Linked DNA regions of Zea mays: region 1 is linked to region 2. A link is a contact called in public Hi-C data. All regions are on one chromosome and are shown on one strand. Each heading gives the region's core, a stretch centred on a gene start, on an enhancer-like site or on the middle of the called end of the contact. The rest is flanking DNA. Distances are from core to core; before and after follow the strand shown.

Region 1 (5,396 bases), core at 795-3,294, 530 kb before region 2:
CTGTTCATAAAAAGAAGCACATAAGTTGTGTGCTAAAAGGCAAAAATAGTGAAGTAATACTAGATTACTCAGAACATGTACTCATGCATAAGCTGTTGCATACCCAAAGGCACTTCGCAGTACCATGCACTCATCCCGAAGGAAGTCTGGAGCTTCCATGCAGTTTCTTGCCCATGCATTCAGACATAACCTGAAGCATGCATCATATGCAACAAAGGATTGCCATGCATTTTGGACACTGACGAGAGCAAGCAAGCAATAAGAACAGGAGGCAGACAACAACATCTTCAAATGAATAAGGTTAAAGATAAATCAAAACTCACTTAATAGTGAAGCTCGGTATCTGAGCTAATAAGTTATTCTCAACGCCATCTTCATGAACAATTGAGCTGAATTCGCATAATTTCAACAGGCAAAGAGCAAATGTTAGCCAGATTTGCCCCAAAATGTAATAAAAACTATAACTGTGAGCAATCTACAATTTCGATTTACCTCGTATGAAGCTCATGAACATCTTGGGCCAGTATATCTGCTACTGATGATACTCCATTCCTCTCAAGCCCTCCATCCATTTCAGCCCTTTCTGTTTGCAATACCATATGAATGCCAAGGAAAACACCATTTCCAGGACAAGTTAAATCAATGAATTTCTATCACAGTCTCTGATGTCCTTACCAACTGCATGAAACATAACATCCTCCTCGACCCCTGCAATTGGAGGGGCACTAGGAGTCCCCAATACCTGCTCCTCAAAGTAGCGTCCCTGTATATAAAAGGAGAACAGATTTATGAAACTGACTCTGACTTTTGATGTTCTATGGACTATATAGAGTGCTATGTGTTTCCAGGGACAGGTGTCTGGCAGATGTTAAGGTGGTGTTGCCCAAAGCAACAGCCAAGATTAACATGGTGGCAAGAAAAACTCTCAGATTCCGCAAGCTTAGGCAGGCGTGCACGATGCATTCCCATTAGAGATATAGTTTGATTGACATGCCAGGTTGAGAATTGAGTTTAGGACACTATCCCTAGTAGTAAGTACCTGTGAGGGTAAAATTGGTTTTGGTGGGCACCCTCAAATATGCTGATATGCTTAGAGTGTGAGAACTGTTGTTTCATAATTCCCAGAAATAAAGCGGGGGAGACATTTTATCTAAAAAAGTGGTATAACAGAACTAAATATTCGCAGTGTTCGTAGTGGAAACATGAGATATTATCACTGGCGTCTGGCTACAGAAGAGAAGCCGTACCTGCGAGATGGAGTCCACTGGATGTTGTGCCCCGGAACCGGAGCACTTCCCGGCATCGAACGCTCCCGCACCTCGCACTTCCACCCGCAGGAACTCCTTGGACTGCCCCCGCACGATCCCGCCGCCGCCGCCCTTCCTGCTCAGCTGCGACGTGACCTCCTCATCCCACCCTCCGCCGCAGCGGTCCATGGCCCTCCGCATGAGTCTGGAGTCGCTGGAGCACGCCTCGTCGCCGGTCTCGGAGAAGTTGCCGCCGCCGTAGCAGTCCTCGGGCATGCCCCACGATGCGACGCTCTCGTCCTCCCACTCATCGGAGTCCGCGACCGAGAGGAGCACGGAGTGGCGGCCGAGCAGGCCCGAGTGGTGCGTCCCGTTCACCCGCACTTGCGGGAGGCCCTTGGGGGAGAAGAAACCGACGCCTGCGCCGGCCCCGCACGGCCTGGCGTGCAGCGCGGGGCTCCTCGGCGCCGCCGCCACCTGTCCCAGCGGCGGGCGCTCCGACAGCGGGGACCGTGGGGGTGCGGGGGCTGGGGCTGAGGCTGGGGAGTCCATGCCCTGCTTGATCCAGCTGATCGCCGACTCGTCGAGGCCCTCCGTGAACATCATCTTCGCCGGCCGTCTTCTCAGCTACCGTGGTGTAGGGGAGCGGGATTCTGATAGAGGATTGTCGAGTGTGGGTTTCGCTACTGGGGATCGGCGAATTTGAGGGAGGCTGGTTGGGGAGGGGAAGAGGACAGGAGCCGGGTGGGAGGGAGGCGAATGGGGAGCGAGTTGGGACTTGGGATTGGGAGGTAGTGGGCGAAGTGGGGGGATGGCAACGGCTAGTTCCTCGGGCGCGGGTTTGAAGGGATCTACGTTGCACGTTGCCGAGCTGGAAAAGCAAAGCCTGGCCTCGGACGGGCCCATGTTCAGTGTTTATTAAAAGGTAATAAATCTGGTATAATTAAACACATTTGTGCAACTTTGCAGACACAAAGATGAAGGTTGGAAAAAACTTTTAAAAAATATCCATAGAAAGGTGGGATTTTTGAAAAAAATATATAAAAGAGTCTTCTTACCTTCATCCCTGTACCGCGGTTGCACCAGGTGTTTCGTTGCATTGTATATCTCTTCCTAATAAAGTCTATTTTAGGCTTTTACCTCTAAACTATCTTTGTAGTTTAGGTTTTTCTTCTAAACTTTAAAATCTGATGAACTATATTCCTCAATTATTTGTCACAACACTCTAATTTGCATATTTACAATGTTTAAATGAGTTCCAAGAAGATTTTCTTAAAAAACTTTTGATATAAAAATCACCACTTCATACCTTTGGTACCACTAGATACATAGCTTTTGCTATATAAATAAAAAAGCATCGTATAATTTAGAATAAAATAATTTAGAATAAAAGGGCAATAATGTTTTTAAACCATAGAAAATATCTCTAAGTCTCTAATACTTCTAAAGAAAATCCTACAACTACAATGGGACACCTGTTATCACCGGATTTCAGCTGAGCCCGAGACAGGCCGCAACGCAGGATGGGTCGCGAAGAACGGCCCGAAGGAACAGAAGGACGTGCCCCTGCGCGAGAGCACCCCAGGATAAGCATCCACAATTTGTGTGATGATAAGTTAGCTTAAGAGTAGGAAAAGATAGAACTCATCAGTTACACTAGGGTTAGAGAGTCCCTGGGACTATAAATATGTACATGTAAACACTTACTAGGGTAATCGTAAATCTCCACAGGATTATGACCGCAAGCTTTGGCGCATCGCCACCCCTGTTTCAGGGTTCTCCACGGGTAAGTGTCACGTCGCCCTGATCATGCTTTGCGATCAGGGCGGTGTTGTTCTTATTCGTAAAATCTTGGTGCTTTCTCGTACTGGAGCGTTTTTTATGGCGAGATGCACTAGTTATCGTAGTACCTAGAGAAATGCATCGGCAGGATCATTATAATACGTATATTGTCTACCGATTGTGAGTGCTTTGCCGTCGTCACGTGAGGTCCCCGAGCGAGAGAGCGGCACCCCATTGCGTCTCCATGTGGCGGATCCGGTCTGTCACGGCTAGTGTTTGGTTTATGAAAGATCTATCTAATATCCTCCTAGCTAGGCCTTGCATGGTAGTTGGACGTTCCAGTGACTTGATGGGCGGCTGGCATCTGTTCCGGGAGTCGGCTCGTGCCGATTCTTAAGCCTCTGAATGTAACCAGCATTAATGCACCGTCATGACCCCTAGGCCTAATTACGTGTAGGATGTTCCGGTCATGTGGTGAAGCTTTAGCCATAGTAGGTCAGGTCCGCTCCATGCGGACGGAGCGGGGTTTTGAGAGCCATCGACTCCGCGTGCTACCGAGGCATGGATCCGATGCGAGCTCGGGGAGAGCGATCGGCTCTTTACAATCGATATGACCTAGGGAGTTGAACACGGCTTGGATTGATGTTTACTAGTGTCTGTGTATATAGGGAACCTTTTCGGAGCACGTCGACACCCTCCTGATCAGGAATAGGTTAGTGTCACACCCGGATTTAAGGAACAAAACCGAGTGCATCTCATATATGCGCCAGAGAAGACAACACATATAAGAACAGAGTGCATAGAGATAAATGTCATAAATATCATAAATATACTTATTACATAGCGAAAGTCTTACAAAAATAAATGATAAAATAAAGCGAACTAAATATTATTCCCTGGCGCCACAAAGCTGACTGGGAGACGCCACCTAGATCAAGTCGAAAGCCTCAGTGTTAGGCGGCTCCTCTTCGACCACCTGTTCTTCTCCTGTGGGGGTGTGAGACAGCAAGAGTGAGCTCACATACATTCATAGCTCAACAAGTCGTGGGGAATAATGTGCATGAACTCACCAAAGGTGGGAGTTCATGTGAAGTGTAAGGCTGATCAACAAAATAAAGGCTGAAGCTGAGCATTGCTTTTATAAGTTGGTTAAAATTTTATTAGCAGTTACTAAGTATAAGTAAATATCAAACCTTAATAATAATAAAGAAAAGTAATAAATAAATAATCCCAATGCGATGCAAATGACAAATTGAGTTTTAATTCCATAGATTAATCATGTGATAGTCCGAGCTGCTCATGACCGTGAGCACGGCTAGTATACCAGTTTTACACTCTGCAGAGGTTGCACATCTTTACCCACAAGTCATGTTACCCATCTGCCAAGAGATGGCAAATCCATATGAAAGTCGCCTAGAGGGGGGTGAATAGGGCGAATCTGAAATTTATAAACTTAAGCACACCTATAAGTCGGGTTAGCGTTAGAAATATAAACGAGTCCGAGAGAGAGGGCGGAAAACAAATCCCAAGCTAATAAAGAGTATGACACAAGGGTTTGGTTTACCGAGGTTCGGTTTTTGCAAACCTACTCCCCGTTGAGGTGGTCACAAAGACCGGGTCTCTTTCAACCCTTTCCCTCTCTCAAACGGTCATTTAGACCGAGTGAGCTTCTCTTCTCAATCAAATGGAACACAAAGTTCCCGTAAGGCCCACCACACAATTGGTGTCTCTTGCCTCGGTTACAATTGAGTTTGATCACAAGAAAGAATGAGAAAGAAAAAAAAGCAATCTAAGCGCAAGAGCTCAAATGAACACAAGTGTCGCTCTCTCTAGTCACTATTTGATTTGGAGTGATTCCGGACTTGGGGGAGAATTTGATCTCTTTGGTTATGTCTAGAATTGAATGCTATAGCTCTTGTAATGTGTTGAAGGTGGGGAACTTGGATGCCATTGAATGTGGGGTGGTTGGGATATTTATAGCCCCAACCACCAAACTAGCCGTTTGGTGGAGGCTGCTGCCGCATGGCGCCATCGGACACTGTCCGGTGCGCCAGCCATGTCACCTGGCCGTTAGGGTTCGACCGTTGGAGCTCTGACTGGTGGGACCTCTGGGCTGTCCGGTGGTGCACCGGACAGGTCTTGTAGACTGTCCGGTGCGCCAACTGTGTGTGCTCTGACTCTGGCGCGCACTGTAGCGCATTGAATGCGGTTGTAGTCGACCGTTGGCGCGAAGTAGCCGTTGCTCCGCTGGCACACCGGACAGTCCGGTGAATTATAGCGGAGCGGCCTCCCATTTTCCCGAAGGTGGTAAGTTTAGCTTCGAGTTCCCTGTGCACCGGACACTGTCCGGTGGTGCACCGGACAGTC
Region 2 (5,806 bases), core at 2,625-5,124:
TTTGCCCGGCCAACGACGAGACGGCCTTGCGGGGTAACTGGTCTGTGGCCCCATGCAAGGATCTTTCGCCTTCTAGTGGACCCGAGGATATCTATCTCCCACAGAGAGATCGTAGGGTGCGTCTTGGCGTTGGCAGGCCACCCAAGACGCCTCTAATCGACGTAGAGTCGAAAAAAGATGAAGATTTGAGGTAGAATGAGGCTAACTAGGGCTAAACTAGAACTACTTCTAATGCATAAGGTAAAAACGAAAAATAGACTTGATTGGATCGATTGTATGAGGTTTAATCGACCGTAGCCCTTCATCTATATAAAGGGGAGGTCTGGATCCGTTACAAGTTGTTTTCCGAGCTAATTTCGTGGTTTTAGATAACAAATCCTGCGAGAAACTCGGAACCCTAACTGATTCTGCGTATGTGGACCGTCCATACAACCACCACGGACCATTCGGACCGCGGACCTTCCGGCCTCAAAGCCGGACCGTCCGCGCGGTCATTTACAGCACTCAACAAATGTATGTTCAACACGTCGAATTGTCCAGCAATTTTTTTCTCTTCTTGATTCTAGATTCATTTCATCTCCTTCGTTTCATTTAGGCCCCGTTTGTTTCCTTTCATTTTAAGGAATTGGAATCTTATTATTGGAATAGACTATTTTTTTAGAATGTGAAATTCCACCACTTTCCAAAGTTATCACATAAGCCTATCTCAAATTCATGGGGTGAGAGATGGAAACTGATTCTATAGATTTACATGCTATTTTTCCGATTTACCACTTATAGCACACTCTTCTCTTGCTTCGTTATAATATTAATGTAATATATAACTATCTCTCTCATATGATTTAAGATAATATACAAATATATTACATATATAAATATATAAACTTAATTAGTTTTGCTTAAATTATAATTATTAAAAAGAAATTCAATTCCAATGAAACAAACGGGGCCTTATTGTTTTCTAATTGCCCATTCATTCATGCCGTTGGTGGCCACGCATGCGGCCCATGACGAGCGAGAATGGAGGAGCCTAGCTCTTGTGCTTGACGAACGCAACCGCAACGACGAACGTGGGCCGAACGCTGCATGCCAATGCGGCTGATCTTGTTCCTATATATATATATATATATATATATATATATATATATTATTTTGAGTGGTTGATTTTTGATCATGCACAAGAGATCCAAATCCTGCGAGCCATGGAGGAGCGCGTCGGGTGCAGCAACGCCGCGACGTCCTGCGACGACTCCGCCACCGGCAGGGCCGGGGCGCCGTCCTCGGCGGCGGCCGCGGCGCAGTGCTCCACTGTTTCCGTGTTCCTCGCCAAGATCAACAGCGCCTCGTCACTGCCACCTGGAGCAGGAGCCTCATCAACCAATCCTTCACCATCTCCATCGACGGCGACGTGCCGGTCACCCACAAGGTGGAGCTGAAGCCTTGGCCGTTCTGGAGCAAGAAGGGCGGCAAGGCGCTCGACGTGGGCGGCGGCGACCACGTCGACATGTTCTGGGACCTGCGCTCGGCCAAGTTCGCGGCGGGCAGCGGCGCGGAGCCCGCCGGTGGCTACTACATCGCTCTGGTGAGCAACGACGAAGTCGTCCTCCTGCTCGGCGACGGCATGAAGGACGCGTGCAAACGGACCAAGTCGCGCGCGTCGCTGGAGGACGCCGTGCTGGTGTGCCGCCGGGAGAGCGTGTTCGGCGGCCGCAGCTTCGCGGCGCGCGCGCGGCTCGTCGCCAAGAGGAGCAAGGAGCACGAGATCGTCATCGACTGCACGCTCGCCGCCGCGGGCTCCAGCAGGTATCCCGAAATGTGGATCACGGTGGACGGCTTCGTGCTGCTGCACGTCAAGAGCCTGCAGTGGAAGTTCCGGGGCAACGAGACGCTGCTCGTCGACCAGGCGCCGGTGCAGGTGATCTGGGACGTTCACGACTGGCTCTTCGCCGGACCAGGTGCGCAGGCAGTCTTTGTCTTCAAGCCTGGTGCGCCGCCGGAGATAAAAGAGGACAGTGGAGGGAATAGCATCGAGGATGACGGGACTGACTTTTGCTTCTTCCTCCAAGCACGGAGGATGGAATGAGGGAGTCACATGCAGGATAGGGTTCAAATTTGAAGGGCAAGGCAATGATGTTGTCCTTGCGCCACTGGTATGTTGATATGAATGACATCGAATGCTTATCCAGCTTTACAAATTTGTAATGAGGAACACTTCAACTGAATCAAAGTTTTTGTTACTGGAAACTAAATCCAACCATACCAGATCTACAACAACAGAACTTTTTTTACACTGCAATGTAACTGACATAGAGAATATATCAGGGTACCTAAGCAACTGCGAAGTGTTCATAACTCATAGAGGATACAACAAGAACATCAGATTCATGGTATTGGCCCTGATGGCAACATCCATTCACTCCACCAAATAAGTTGTGTAGAGCCCAAAGAACTGCTTATTCTAGAACAAGTCATGAATATCATCATAGCAACTAAATCTCTAGTTTCCCTCTCGCCTTGGTTACCAACGTAGATGTAAACTATTTTCTCCATCAGCATAAAGGCACTGCAATGTGCAATTCAAATGCTTGATCATGGCAACAAAAATAGGAAATAAAAGTGTGTTGTGTCGAGATGGTCATCCCTTCGTTCACTCCATGACAGCAACACCGCCAGCTGCCTTTATCTTCCCTATGATTGCTTCTGCTTCGTCCTTTGTGAGCGATTGCTTCAGAATGACTGGGGCCTTCTCCACTAGCTCCTTTGCCTCCTTCAGCCCCAAATCCGTAAAGGTCCTGATCTCCTTGATAATCTTGATCTTTGCAGCAGCATCGAATTTCTCCAACTTGACATCGAAGACTGTCTTCTCAGCTTTCTTTTCCTCAGCCTTTCCGGCACCGACCCCCGCACCACCCTGAGCACCAAAACTGAAACCCTGGCCGGAGATAGCCTGTGGCGGCTCTTGGTTCAGTCTGAATAGAAGGGCTGGAGCAATCTGTTTGATCTCCTCAGGAGGGAGAGCAGCGATGCGGTCAGCTAGATCCACAACTTTCTCTGACGGTAGCGACATAGGCCCGTATGGGTCGTATACATCAGGGTACTTGTACTTCTTAGCACCCGTGTCCTTTGCAGCCTCGGTGCTGTATAGATGAGCCCAAATTACTGAAAGACGATTCACAGAGGATGGTTTTGAAAGACATAGTCGGCGTGCTATTGTACATAGACTCATCCTAATATCAGTTAGATGAGTGTGATGCTCTCCTCCTGAAACATAACAAACTAGTATCAATCAGTACTAAATGAGACTTGATGAAAAACTTTCACAGTCCACTCTGAATGAAGCACGCTGATACAATAAGCATCATAAACATGGATACATGATAGTTTAAATGGGATCGAGTACATAGATTTACAAAGGCAGTAGGTGCCATTCGGGATTAGAGTGGCCATTTTACAAGTTTTTAAGGTATCCCATTTACACAAATAGAAAACATAATAACTTGTGCCAGAAATGTGTCCCTTTCATACGAACCCCCCACCCACTTTTCAGTCTCCCAGTTTCTGTGTTCTGCGTGGGAGCACACCGATATTCAGGAGAGAGCTCAAGGTCACCTATTCAAATGCAGGGGAGGATCCAGTACAGGACATCGGTGGACATATGATGTGCATGCGATAAATCCTTTTTTTGCGAAAAAAACGAAGTTTGTGTGTACAATTATAATACATATGCATGTAACTGCGTCAGATCTGGATACTCATAGCTTAACATTTAGGGTTTGGGGTAGTCCATTTCGCACAGCTATGAAGGTGAAGATACGGGAAGGGAGTACCAGATGAATGCTCGTCGCCGGTGAATGGCCCGACGAAGAGGGCGGCGCCGCCGCCAGGAAGCAACGACCACGAGAGAGCGTGAGGTAAACGGCAGTGGGAGGTGAACGGGAGAGGTAGTTAGACCGGCTCGATCAGCCAGCCCAGTAGGCCCAGCGAGAACCAACGGGCCTACTCCTACTGATAGGAGCACTCATGGGAAAGTATCGGCCTGTTTTCTGCCCTCTTTTTTTGTTTTTTGCTATAAACCGTTTCTCTTTTTCTTGTAATAATATCTTTACGGGTAATTAGTTCGAGTCATTAATGTATGAAAGTATGAGTACGGAATAAACTTCAAACAAACCAAATACTAGGACGGGAGTACTAGAACGGGACACCGGACTAAGTCAATTGTTGGGATCTGCTTTGCCGAAGGTTCTCAACTCGTCTTAGTTCGGTATAAATAAATATGTTTCAGGTATACAGTTAAGAGAAAATGAAGGTGGCCTTCGAATCAAAACGGTGAGTGTCACACCCGGCTTTAAGGGATAAAGCCAGATGCATCTCATACATGCGCCAAGAAGACAACATATATAATAACAGAGTGTGTAGAGATAAATGTCACAATAATCAGAGTATTTATTACATAGCGGAAGACTTATTATAAAATAAAAGAATAAATATAAAACGAACTAAGGATCGTCGGCGCCAATGTCAACTGAGAAACGCCATCTAGATCAGATCATACTCCTCGCCTTGTGGCTCCTCCTGAACCACCTGCTCTTCTCCTGTGGGGGGTTGTCTAAATATCCTCCGAGTGTGTCGATTGGGAGGTAAATCAATTCCACCACCCCGCCTGGTATTGACCATCTGAGTTAGATACATATGGTAAGAGAATAGTAGACAAGGCAGGTATTTACAAATCAGGTTACTTTGGGGGATTTTATTAGCTAAGCAGATTAATATCTTCCCTACCATAGCTAATTCAATACCTTATGGTGGTACATGCTAAGATGTCCATCTATAATAATTCAATCAATCAAAGAAGCAAATCAGGCATTTATCATCAACACAATCAACCAATCATTTTTTTAAATAAAGAAAACAGTTTTAAATTTTGTCTTGGGTTCCCTATCTCTTAAAAGATCATAGTGGTAGGACTCCAAGGTGTGAAATCCATCTTGTCTTAGAATAGAGGAGGTAAGAATGATCAGAGTAGAACAACAAAAGGTGAGACAAGATCAAGATGAGATGAGTATAGAATGAGTCAGAGTAAGGTAAGTAGGAAAGGGTCTGTCCATTTCTATCTAGGTTTCGTCCTATAGTCAACATTTCCTCTGATACCACTTCTGTCACACCCGGCTTTAAGGAACAAAGCCAGGTACATCTCATACATGCGCCAAGAAGACAACATATATAATAACAGAGTGTATAGAGATAAATGTCACAAAACATCAGAGTACTTATTACATAGCGGAAGACTTATTACAAAATAAAAGGATAAACATAAAACGAACTAAGGATCGTCAGCGCCAATGTCAACTGAGAAACGCCACCTAGATCAGATCAAACTCCTCGCCTTGTGGCTCCTCCTGAACCACCTGCTCTTCTCCTGTGGGGGTGTGAGACAGCAAGGGTGAGCTCACACGTGTTCATCACTCAACAAGTTGTGGGGAATAATATGACATGAACTCACCAAAGGTGGGAGCTCATGGAGTGTAAGGCTTATCAAAGAGAATGGTTAAAGCTGAGCATTGCTTTTAATGTTGGTCAAACTTTTATTAGCAATTACTAGATGTAAGTAAATACCAAACCTTAATAAATAATAGAACAAAATTAATAATAAACCCATGCATATGCAAATGACAAAATTGAATTTAAGTTCCATAATTTAATCATCAGAGAGTCCTGAGCTGCTCATGACCGTGAGCTCGGCTAGTATACCAGTTTTACACTCTGCAGAGGTTGTACCCTTTACCCACAAGTCAAGTTACCCATCTGC

What was found. Hi-C and Micro-C count contacts between places; a contact is called where the count stands out from the background.
Region 1: a contact with region 2 is called in a Hi-C map of leaf, with 6 times the contacts expected there. The contact joins the promoter of LOC103626829 here to the promoter of LOC100216725 in region 2. A contact is called at or near these places in 8 of 25 Hi-C or Micro-C datasets (bundle sheath, ear, leaf and 1 more).

The regions. Positions count from the first base shown.
Region 1 is chr5:120,851,772-120,857,167 of Zm-B73-REFERENCE-NAM-5.0, reverse strand. It overlaps LOC103626829, which reads right to left and starts at 2,044. Exons shown (of 22, transcript XM_008647179.4): 1 at 1,248-2,044; 2 at 676-763; 3 at 493-583; 4 at 324-389; 5 at 104-238. The coding sequence starts at 1,853.
Region 2 is chr5:120,327,655-120,333,460 of Zm-B73-REFERENCE-NAM-5.0, reverse strand. LOC100216725 (Ribosomal protein L12/ ATP-dependent Clp protease adaptor protein ClpS family protein) reads right to left here and starts at 3,874. Exons shown (of 1, transcript NM_001143130.1): 1 at 2,384-3,874. The coding sequence starts at 3,226. The coding sequence ends at 2,648. It also overlaps the pseudogene LOC103626825.